Regions from separate parts of the Macaca mulatta genome. Here regions 2 and 3 are each linked to region 1. Evidence: chromatin contacts called from public Hi-C data. All regions are on one chromosome and are shown on one strand. Each heading gives the region's core, a stretch centred on a gene start, on an enhancer-like site or on the middle of the called end of the contact. The rest is flanking DNA. Distances are from core to core; before and after follow the strand shown. Region 1 holds the start of CTCF (CCCTC-binding factor). Region 2 holds the start of ENKD1 (enkurin domain containing 1). Region 3 holds the start of CARMIL2 (capping protein regulator and myosin 1 linker 2).

Evidence for each region. Hi-C and Micro-C count contacts between places; a contact is called where the count stands out from the background.
Region 2: a Hi-C map of fetal cortex germinal zone shows a contact between it and region 1, with 2.4 times the contacts expected there. The contact joins the promoter of ENKD1 here to the promoter of CTCF in region 1. A contact is called at or near these places in 2 of 14 Hi-C or Micro-C datasets (fetal cortex germinal zone and liver).
Region 3: a contact with region 1 is called in a Hi-C map of cortical neurons, with 2.5 times the contacts expected there. The contact joins the promoter of CARMIL2 here to the promoter of CTCF in region 1. A contact is called at or near these places in 2 of 14 Hi-C or Micro-C datasets (cortical neurons and fetal cortical plate).

Annotation. Positions count from the first base shown.
Region 1 is chr20:63,113,137-63,116,261 of T2T-MMU8v2.0, reverse strand. It overlaps CTCF (CCCTC-binding factor), which reads right to left and starts at 1,682. Exons shown (of 10, transcript XM_077984321.1): 1 at 1,484-1,682.
Region 2 is chr20:63,221,032-63,224,156 of T2T-MMU8v2.0, reverse strand. It overlaps ENKD1 (enkurin domain containing 1), which reads left to right and starts at 1,485. Exons shown (of 7, transcript NM_001193959.2): 1 at 1,485-1,891; 2 at 1,982-2,176. The coding sequence starts at 1,807. C20H16orf86 (chromosome 20 C16orf86 homolog) reads right to left here and starts at 1,435. Exons shown (of 4, transcript XM_001093031.5): 1 at 1,177-1,435; 2 at 722-951; 3 at 170-390; 4 at 1-74. The coding sequence starts at 1,278.
Region 3 is chr20:63,198,231-63,201,355 of T2T-MMU8v2.0, reverse strand. CARMIL2 (capping protein regulator and myosin 1 linker 2) reads right to left here and starts at 1,623. Exons shown (of 39, transcript XM_077984238.1): 1 at 1,297-1,623; 2 at 952-1,043; 3 at 806-859; 4 at 507-569; 5 at 277-401; 6 at 63-154. The coding sequence starts at 1,336.

The DNA of each region.
Region 1 (3,125 bases), core at 433-2,932:
AATTCAACGGGAAGCTTTTTAGTGAAGAAAACTTAAGGACCGAATAAATTTAAATATATGCCCTGTTTAACCTCCTTTCCCACCTATGCGGACTTGAGAGTTTTAACTTTCCTAGTTGATTGAAACTCAAAGTATGAAGACTACGTATGCGAGAATGTTTACTTAACGCTGAACTCGGGGCTACAGGAAGTCTCCTACTAAACAGTAGTTACATTAGGCGTAGATATTTATAAACCATCTGCAGCAAGTGACCCAGGATTCAATTACAACATCAACCCTCATATTTCATCGTATGGGCAAATTACCAGTCAAGAATAAATTCATTCTGCCCTACTGGCGCTCTAGATCGAGTTGCACAATCCCGGGGCAGAACCGCCTTCGCCTAGCCCTAGAGCATCAGGTACTAAGTTAGTGTGAGGACATTTTAAAGCGGGAGGGAAACTCTAAGGACTCAGCCCATACTCCCAAATTCAGAAATTTGTCACGTCACTTGAGATCAGAGTGAAATTTAAGTTTCAGTCCCTTTGAGATCTCTGAGCGCACAGTCAGGTTGCCATCACTCCAAGGGGCTGGGGAGTCCGAACCCGGATGGATAAAAACTACTTGGTGCGGAACTCGCATCTTTTCCGCCCCCTGAAGGGGGGCCCGCACCGGTCGGGTCCAGCCAGGAGCCCGGGCGCGAGTTTGGGGGCGCAGCGGGGGCGGCGAGCGCGCGTCCCCCCGCCCGCTCAGGCGGCGTAGAGGTGCGAGCAGCTCAGCCAGCCTTGCAGAGGGAGCTCTCGGCAGCTCTGGGGTCCCTCTGCTCGCAGCCGCTGCAGCGCCGCCTGCGCCACTCGGCGGAGACGGAGACCAGCGGCGGCGACGCGCGGACTGGGAGCGACCGCCGAGCAGCCAAGCAGCTGGGGAGGCACGCAGGGCGGCAGGGTAGGTTCCGGGGACGGGGCGGGCTGGAGGAGGGGCAGCCCGAGACGCGACGGCCAGGGCCCGACACCCATACGGCACCGGGACCTGGTTGAGCGCGCGGTGGCAGTGGGTCCGAACCCTTTAGCTAGGCGGGCGCCGAAGCCGGGACGCGGAGATAGCGTCTCAGCTGGTGCCACCCGCCACAGGAGGGGCGGAGGACACAGGACAGAGGGCGGGCCGCGGCCGGGCGATCGGCCGGCCAAGAACCGGCCTCGAGGGCAGAGACAAAGGAAGGAAAATGGAGTCGCCGGGCGCGCGGGCCTCTGCCTCTGCCGCCGCCCAAGGCCTAGCGCGCTGCCAGGAGGGAGGCCTAGCGGACGGGCGTGGGGGTGGGGGGGCGGCCAGGCCACGGCGGCGACGGGCAATGGCGGCGGCCGCGCCGCAGCAGGGACGGTAGAGGGAGACAAACACCCCCCGGCGGCGGCGCTGGCGCCGGGCTGCAGCCAGCGCCGACCGGAGCGGCCCCATCGTGACACCTAGAGGCGGCCCGCGAAACCTCCTCCACCCCGGGCCCCCTTACCTCCGCGCCACACCCCCCGCGGCGCCCGCTCCGCCGCCGCTCCACGGCTCCGGCCACCCGGCGTCTCCGGCGAGCTCCGCGCGTCCGCACCGGCTACCGCCGCCGCCGCTGCCGCCAAAGAAGCAGCTCCGCGCACGGTTTAATCGCTCCACAGGCTCGGACACAAAATGGCGGCGGCGCGGTGCAGTGCGCCTGCGTCGGCGCTGCCGGGGCCGCGGGTGCTGATAAGGGAAGGGACGGGTGGGGGGGCCGGCCGGGCGGCGAGTAGAGGGCGGGGGAGGAAAGGTGAGGGGAGGGGTTGGCGCAGGGCAGCATGGGAGGCGGCCCCGGGCGCCAACTTTCAAAAGCGGGCGCGATGGCGTCACGGGACGCGCCGCGAGTCGCGTCGTCACGCTGCACGCGCCCTTCCGCGCCCTCGCCGGGTCGCGCGTGGGCTCTGCCGGCGCCGCGGCGTCCCGGCTCCCGCTGGGTGGGGCTTCCTGGGCGGAGGCCGCCGCCCCTGGGCGGTGCCGGATCCAGTCCGCTTGACCTGATTCCCCAGCTGCTGTCTCCGGCCCCTTGAACCCGTACAGGGTTGGGGAAATGGGGGGTGGCTGGAGGAAGCGCGCGCGGGGCCGGCCAGTGGAGCAGAGGAGGCTCCTGGGCCCGGCCCCGCCCAGTCTCCGCCCCAGCCAGGCCCGACCCGCCTTCCGAACGTCTCACAGCTGCCCGCCACCGAGTAAGGCCGGGTCGGTTCCCGCGCGCTCCTAGCTCCGTCCTCGCGAGCGACGGCTGGAAAGGCTGTCCTTGCTCAGCGGCTTTTGATGATCTCTCCGACCTAGAAGAGGGCCACCTAAAAGTGGGTGCGAGAGAAGAGTAGGAGGGCTTCCTCTGGGTGTCCCCAAGCCACCTCAGCCCGGAGAGGCAGCGGAAGACCAGACTTGATGCTTTAACACGATCATAGCAGTCGCCTTATTTACCGAAAGGTCTTTCTGTATTTAGCACTGAAACGTACATTTCTTGTCTGTACGGGAGAGCTGTTCTCTGTGAGCGGAGGCATTCAGTCCCACCCCTCCCCAGGAGGCACCTACGGACCCTTCCCAACCTGCAGTCAAGTTGACCAAGAACTGACTGCAAGGTGCTGGTGGCTCTGGGAGGAGAGCCTTTTGGTACTTACAGGGAATATGATTCTTCCATTAGATATCAAATGGACCCAGCATCTAGGGAGCAGCTTCTGCCCCATCCAGCTGACCGTTCCGTTGTGAGAATGCTGGCCCAATAACAGATACTGTTTTTTTTTTTCCCTAAAGGAATAAAAAAATCTGTATTTTTAAGATGTCAAATCTCCAGAGTTTTTAGATGTTAGCAACTGAATCAGATGCTTTTAAACTTCATGAGCTGATTAAACCACACAGATGAGCTGTCAGTTTACGACCCCTGGCTTGGCTTGAAGGAAAGAGTGAAGAGAAATTCCATAGCCAAATCCTGGGGCACTCCAATATTGGAAGGGTAATGGAGAAGGAGTCTGAAAGGGAGCATCTAGGAAGTCATGAAATCTAGCGCTGAGTTGTGGAATCCCTGGGCAGAGAAGGTTTCAGGTAGGAGGCATCCGCTGAGCAGTGTGATAAACTTGGGCCAGAGATATGGCTGTTGGATTGGGTCA
Region 2 (3,125 bases), core at 236-2,735, 110 kb before region 1:
CTCCCCTGCCTGGTTCAGCTCGGGGTTGCAATAGTTGATGTACTGGTACAGGGGCCGCAGGCGCTGGGCCTTTCCTGCAAAGACCCAGGGCAGGGCAGAGGCTAGAGCGCCAGGTTGTGCCATGTCAGGCCCCACAGGGAGAAGGAACAGCCCAGGGACTGCCACTCACGCTCCAGCCCCAATGTCTCTAAGGGTGCAGACACCGTGCTGGCCACAGCGTGGAGCACGGGAGCCCCCAGGCTCTTGCGCTTCTTGGCTTTTTTGTGCTGTTTGGCAGATGGTGAGGGCTCACTCTGGCCGCCCTCTGGCTCCTCCTCCTGCAGCGGCAGCCTGGGTGGCAGCTCAGCTTCAGCCTTGGGATGGGCACGAAGGCCCGGGAGGCTGAGGGACCTGAGCCAGGGACAAGAGACCTGACCCAGGGAATACCCCAGCCTGCCCACCGCCCCAGGACTCGACGCCTGCCCCTTTCCTGGTCGATGAGGCCCCAGGCCCAAGAGGCTTAGAGGCCAGTGAGCCCAGTGCCCTACAAACCCTGAAGCTCCCACTCTCCTGCTGCTCCCTACATGGGGGCTCTGGAAGAACGGGAGAGGAGAGTGATGGTAGTGACAGGGGACAAGAATCCTTCCTGCAGGAGTGCAGGAATCAGGAATGCTACTGGGGTGTGTGCCCCAACCCCGGGCCTGCAGCTCCTTCCCCTCCTCCTCCCCCAGAGCCCCCTCACTTGACAGGCTTTCTCTTTGGACCATGACGGGGCCTCACAATGGAGACCACGGGCCTGGGGCCTCTCTCCTCTAGCGCCCCGGCTTCCGGCTTGGGCCTCTCCTCCTCCAGCTTGGGTCCTTCCTCCTGGAGCTCCAGCTCCGAAGCTGCGCCTGCTGGGCGCTGGTCTTCACCCTGGGTTCCGCGGGCCTCATGGGCTGGCACCAGGAAATGTTCTTCCGCCACTGGACACTAGAGGTGACACACAGGCCATCGGTCACCATGGTCGGGCAAAGGACATAGGGATCCGTCACTGAACACCTAACATTAGACACCGAAACGGGAATAAGGACACCAGCCTGTGCCCCTCCCCGCCTGGAGGGCCCAGCCTGGCAGTTAGCGGGTCGGGGCGCTCAGAGTTCCGCCTCTCAGAGTGCTGCGGCCCCCTGTTTGAAGGTTAAACAGCCTGACGGTCACCTCGGAGGTCTCAGCGCTGCCGGGGTCCTCCGCGAGCTGTCCCTGCCCCACTACCGTAGCCTCCTGGACCCCCGGCCGCCTCTCCGCCCCTGCCGAGGCCATGGCTGCGCAGGCTCAGTGCATCCTCCACAGCTGCTTGGGGAGGGCCCCGAGCGGCTGGATGGTGGCCCCGCGCTGACCCTGGAGACGGGCCAGCAAGCGAGGGCAGAGCTGGGAAGCGAAACCCGCGACCGCGGAGCCCACACTCAGCGGAAACTACAAGCCCCAGGACGCTTTGCGCCAGGGTCAGTGGGCCCTGACCCCGGGGACGGAAGCCACGGTTGCCCGGCAACAACAACTCCCGTCGGGTGGCAGCGGCTGGCGGCAAAACCTCTCGAGTGAGCCCCTGCCCAAGTGCCGCGGGGGAGAGGCCGCGAGCGGGACCGAGAAGTGGGCTGGGGGGAGAGGTCGCGGAGGCGGCGAGCGAGGCCGGGGCCCAGGCAGGGACCGGCAGGGGCCCGGGAGTGACGGGCACGCCAGGGTCAGGGTCCTAGGCGAGGGAGGAGGCCCGGGGTTGGGGAAGGGGGCCCGGGGAGGGAGGTGCACAGCCCTGCAGGCCTCGGGGCACCGTTGCTGGGCGGTGCCGGCGGCATGTGCGAGGGCCCGTCCCGCATCTCGGGGCCCATCCCCCCAGACCCGACGCTCTGCCCTGACTACTACCGGCGGCCGGCCTCGGGTGAGTCCGGGGGCTTGGCGGTGGTGCTAGGCTCAGGGGTCGGCCCCGGCTCCACCTGAGTCCTGGACTCCGCCCGGCTCCGCCCCACAGCTCAAGGGCGCCTCGAGGGAAACGCGCTGAAGCTGGACTTGCTGACCTCGGACCGGGCCCTGGACGCCACCGCTCCCTGTGGCCCCCGCATCGGTCCCGGTGCCCGAGAGATCCTGGAGCGCGGCCGGCGCGGCGTCGGGGACGTGCTGTTGCAACTCGAGGGGATCTCCCTAGGTCCTGGGGCCTCTCTTAAGAGTAAGTCCCAGGAATGGAAGAAGGGGCAGAGAGGCAATGCGGGGTGGAAAGAGATCAAAAGCAGCTGCTCTTTCCGCCCTGACCTGGGCCCAGGCTTTGCATCTCTTGAGTCTCAGTTTCCCCAACTATAAAAGGGGGAGAAATGTGCTACCTTCTCGAAGGAAGTGAACTGAATAAGGTAGTTCCCACGAAGCCCTAGCTCTGCTTCGTGCATTTATTTTATTTATTTATTTATTTATTTATTTATTTTTATTTTTTGAGACGGAGTCTCGCTCTGTCGCCCAGGCTGGAGTGCAGTGGCCGGATCTCAGCTCACTGCAAGCTCCGCCTCCCGGGTTCACGCCATTCTCCTGCCTCAGCCTCCCGAGTAGCTGGGACTACAGGCGCCCGCCACCATGCCCAGCTAAGTTTTTGTATTTTTAGTAGAGACGGGGTTTCACCGTGTTAGCTAGGATGGTCTCGATCTCCTGACCTCGTGATCCGCCCGTTTCGGCCTCCCAAAGTGCTGGGATTAGAGGCTTGAGCCACCGCGCCCAGCCTGCTCGTGCATTTATTACCCGTCAAATTTGTTTGTTGAGTGCCCACTGTGTGCCAGGCCATATAGGTGCTAGAACACAGGGTTGAAGATAAGCATGAGCCATCACTGAGTCAAGGTGGGAGACAAAGAACAAGAGATGAATGTCATATATGAGATGATCTATGGTATACTTCACTATAATAATGGAGAAAATCACCCGGATGCAGTGGCTCACTCCTGGAATCCCAGCACTTTGGGAGGCCCAGGCAGGCGGATCACTTGAGCCCAGGAGATGGAAACCAGCCTGGCCAACATGGTGAAACCCCATCTCTACAAAAAATACAAAAATTAGCCTGGCGTGGTGGCGTGTGTCTGTAATCCCAGCTACTCAGCAGGCTGAAGTGGGAGGATCCCTTGAGCTGGGGAGGTCAA
Region 3 (3,125 bases), core at 374-2,873, 85 kb before region 1:
CGGGTCTGGGGAGGCAGAGTTGGGGCAGGCTGGAAGGCCTGTGGTCCTGCCTTTGCCCTTACCACAGGGGCTGCAGGGGCCAGTGGACTCCAAGGGGCTGCTTCTCTCCAGCCGAGCCAGCATGGAGGCAGGTGTGGGCCTCCGGAATAGCTTCCTGGTAGGGGGTTAAGCAGAAGGAGGCAAGGGACTTCCAGCCTCTGGGATGGGAAGCAGCCCTTCTCATGCACTCCCTCCTCCTTCCTCCCCTGTCAGCCCCTCAAATTTGCCAGGCCTCACCCAAGGGTCGAGCGAGGGAAGACCTTCTTGATGGCTGCAGCCACATGCTGGGCCAGCTGTTCCAGGGCGGCCACACCAGGAAACTCCAGGACCAACTCACGCAGGGACTCCAGCTCAAAGGTGACCTAGGGAAGGGGGACTACTGGGCCTCGGCTCCACGCATGGGCGCAGGTGATGGTGGTAGCATGAAGACCAGGCTGCAGGCCCAGGTGGGGTACTAGATGTCTCACCTGAGGGGGTGTCTCCTGCAGCGCCATGGCCTGGACCTCCAGGTAGCTGAATGTGCAGTCCACCTAGGAAGCACCTAGATCAGCTGGGACCAAGCCCCAAACCCCGCCTTCATGGAAGCCCAGTCCTTTGGGCAGCCTGGAGCAGAGCCAGACCTGCCTGGACTCCACTCCTGTTGGCTGCCCCGAGCCGACTGCTGGTGCAAAGTCAGGGCCCACAAGGCCAAGAAGGACCGCAGATGCAGCCCTTTGCCGAGGTAGCTGCTGGAGGGTGGGAGGTGTGGCCAGGCCCTGGGACTCACCCTCAGCGGGAGGCAGGTGGTGTGTAGCAGGTAGGCTCTCCATCGTAGCAGCGCCTGGGGAAAGACAGTCTGATACCCTGGGCAGAACAAGAGGCTCTTTCTGTGGGGCCACAGCTGCCTCCCCGGCTCTGTCCCCTGCCCCATACCAGGACATGGTTTTGCACAGCACCCTCCCCGGGTAGCCAGGTTTTCAGCAGCAGCTCCACCTCTTTGGGCCACAGGAACCTGGTGATCTCGCCTGTGGAAGGGCAGCCTGCTGGATGACTTCGGTCCTTGCACATAAGCCACTGGTGCCCGCAGTCTGTGCCAGGCTGGGGCCCTGGGGCTAATCTGCAGCCAGCGAGGAAGGAAGGGAGAGGATCTGGGGCGCCCGCCCTCCTGGGGAGCAGAGAGAACCTCTGACCGGGCCCTCCGGGGCGCTGGGTGGGCCTCTGATTTTGGGGCTGCACTACTTCCTCCCAGCCAAGAAGGCGGGAAGAGCCAGCGCTTACCTCGCAGCTCACAGGAGATGCCGTCGGGGGTCTGGGCCATTGGCAGGGTGGGCCCGGGAGGCCCAACGAGCTCCGGCGGGAAACAGCAGCGGACGAGCGCGCACACAGGAAGCCAGGGGCCCCGACCCGCACGGCAGCCACCTGCTCCCCCGGCGGCGGAAGGTGCGCGCCGCTTCCTGCCAGGCCGCCCCCGGCCCGGCCCCTCCCCGCCCCGGCCTCGCGGCCCTAGAGCTCACCAGGGAGCGGGGTTGTGGGAGGGGGGCCGAGTCCCACCTGCCCTCCCACCCTGTCGCCCAGGAGCTTCTCCGCCAGGGTAGACGTTGCGGTGGGGAGTGGCGTGGCCAGGAGGGTGGCGCGTGTGGCGGGCCTCCAGCTGGTCCTCGCCCCCTGCTTCCACCCCGCCCCGCAGTCCCTGCCGCGAACACCAGGGGACGCTGCCTGCCCGGGGATCCCCGCGGCCCACCCAGGCTGGTCCCCTCCAGAGTCCAGGCTGCGGAGGTGGACGAGGCGCCTGGCAGAAGGGGGACTGTTCAGCAAGGAGCACCCGATATCTGCCAACACCGGGGATCCTGCCCGTTGCTCCGAACCTGGAGTCCGTGACCGTGTTACAGATCCAAGAGATTTTGAATAGGTGGGAAAAAATGCCAGATGGGGCCAGGCGCGGTGGCTCACGCTTGTAATCCCAGCACCTTGGAAGGCCGAGGCGGGAGGAACGTTTGAGCCAAGGAGTTCGAGACCAAGCTGGCCAACACAGGGAGACCCTGTCTCTACAAAAAAAAAAAAAAAAAAAAAAAAAAATTAAAACTTAGCCGGTGTGATGGCGTGTGTCTGTAATCCTAGCTACTTGGGAGGCTGAGGTGGGAGGATCGCTTGAGCTTGGGAGGCAGAGGTTGTAGTGAGCGGAGATTGCACAACTATACTCCAGTCTGGGTGACAAAGCCAGGTCCTGTCTGAAAAAAAAAAAAAAGCCTGATGGGTCCAGCGCCCTTCCTTGCCGGCAGTGGTAAGGTCAGGGCTGAAGGTGAGGGTGTACCTGGGGCCTTCAGGGGGGCAGCCTGGGGCTGAGTCCTGAACCCCAAGCACTTCATAGAGGGCCGGAGTGAGTCCTCCAGGTACATGGGGGGTCTTCCTGTATCTGCCTTCTCCCCAAGCTGGACAGAGTTTGGGCAGCCAGAGAGAGAGATAAGCTAGTGTCTCCAGGGCTGAGAGGGGTCAGACAGTCATGGGGTAGGGCCTGCTAGCCTGTTGCCCTCTAAAAGACCAGGACCTAGATTCTGGAAGGTTCACAGGAAGAGGCTGCATTTTTTTTTCTTCTATTACAATCTAAACTCCACTTAAGCGGTAAGGATCAGCAGTCTACCCTGCCCGTAGCTCAGCAAGGTGGAGGTGAAAAGACAGCTAAGGGTGACAGGGAGGAGTCAGCTGGAGAAGATGCTGCACAGAGAGTTCCTGCTGCCTTCCCGATTGAAGAGACATACTTGGTTTGTTTGTTTGTTTTGAGACAGAGTCTTGCTCTGTGGTCCAGACTGGAGCGCAGTGGCACAATCTTGGCTCACTGCAGCCTCTGCCTCCCAGGTTACAGCGATTCTCCTCCTTCAGTCTCCTGAGTAGCTGGGATTACAGGCGCCCACCATCATGCCCAGGCTAATTATTATTATTATTAGAGACAGAGTTTCGGTCTTGTTGCCCAGGCTGGAGTGCAGTGGAGAGATCTTGGTTCACTGCAACCTCTGCCTCCCGGGTTCAAGCAATTCTTCTGCCTCAGCCTTCCAAGTAGCTGGAATTAGGCACATGCCACCACACCCAGCGAATTTTTGTATTTTTAGTAG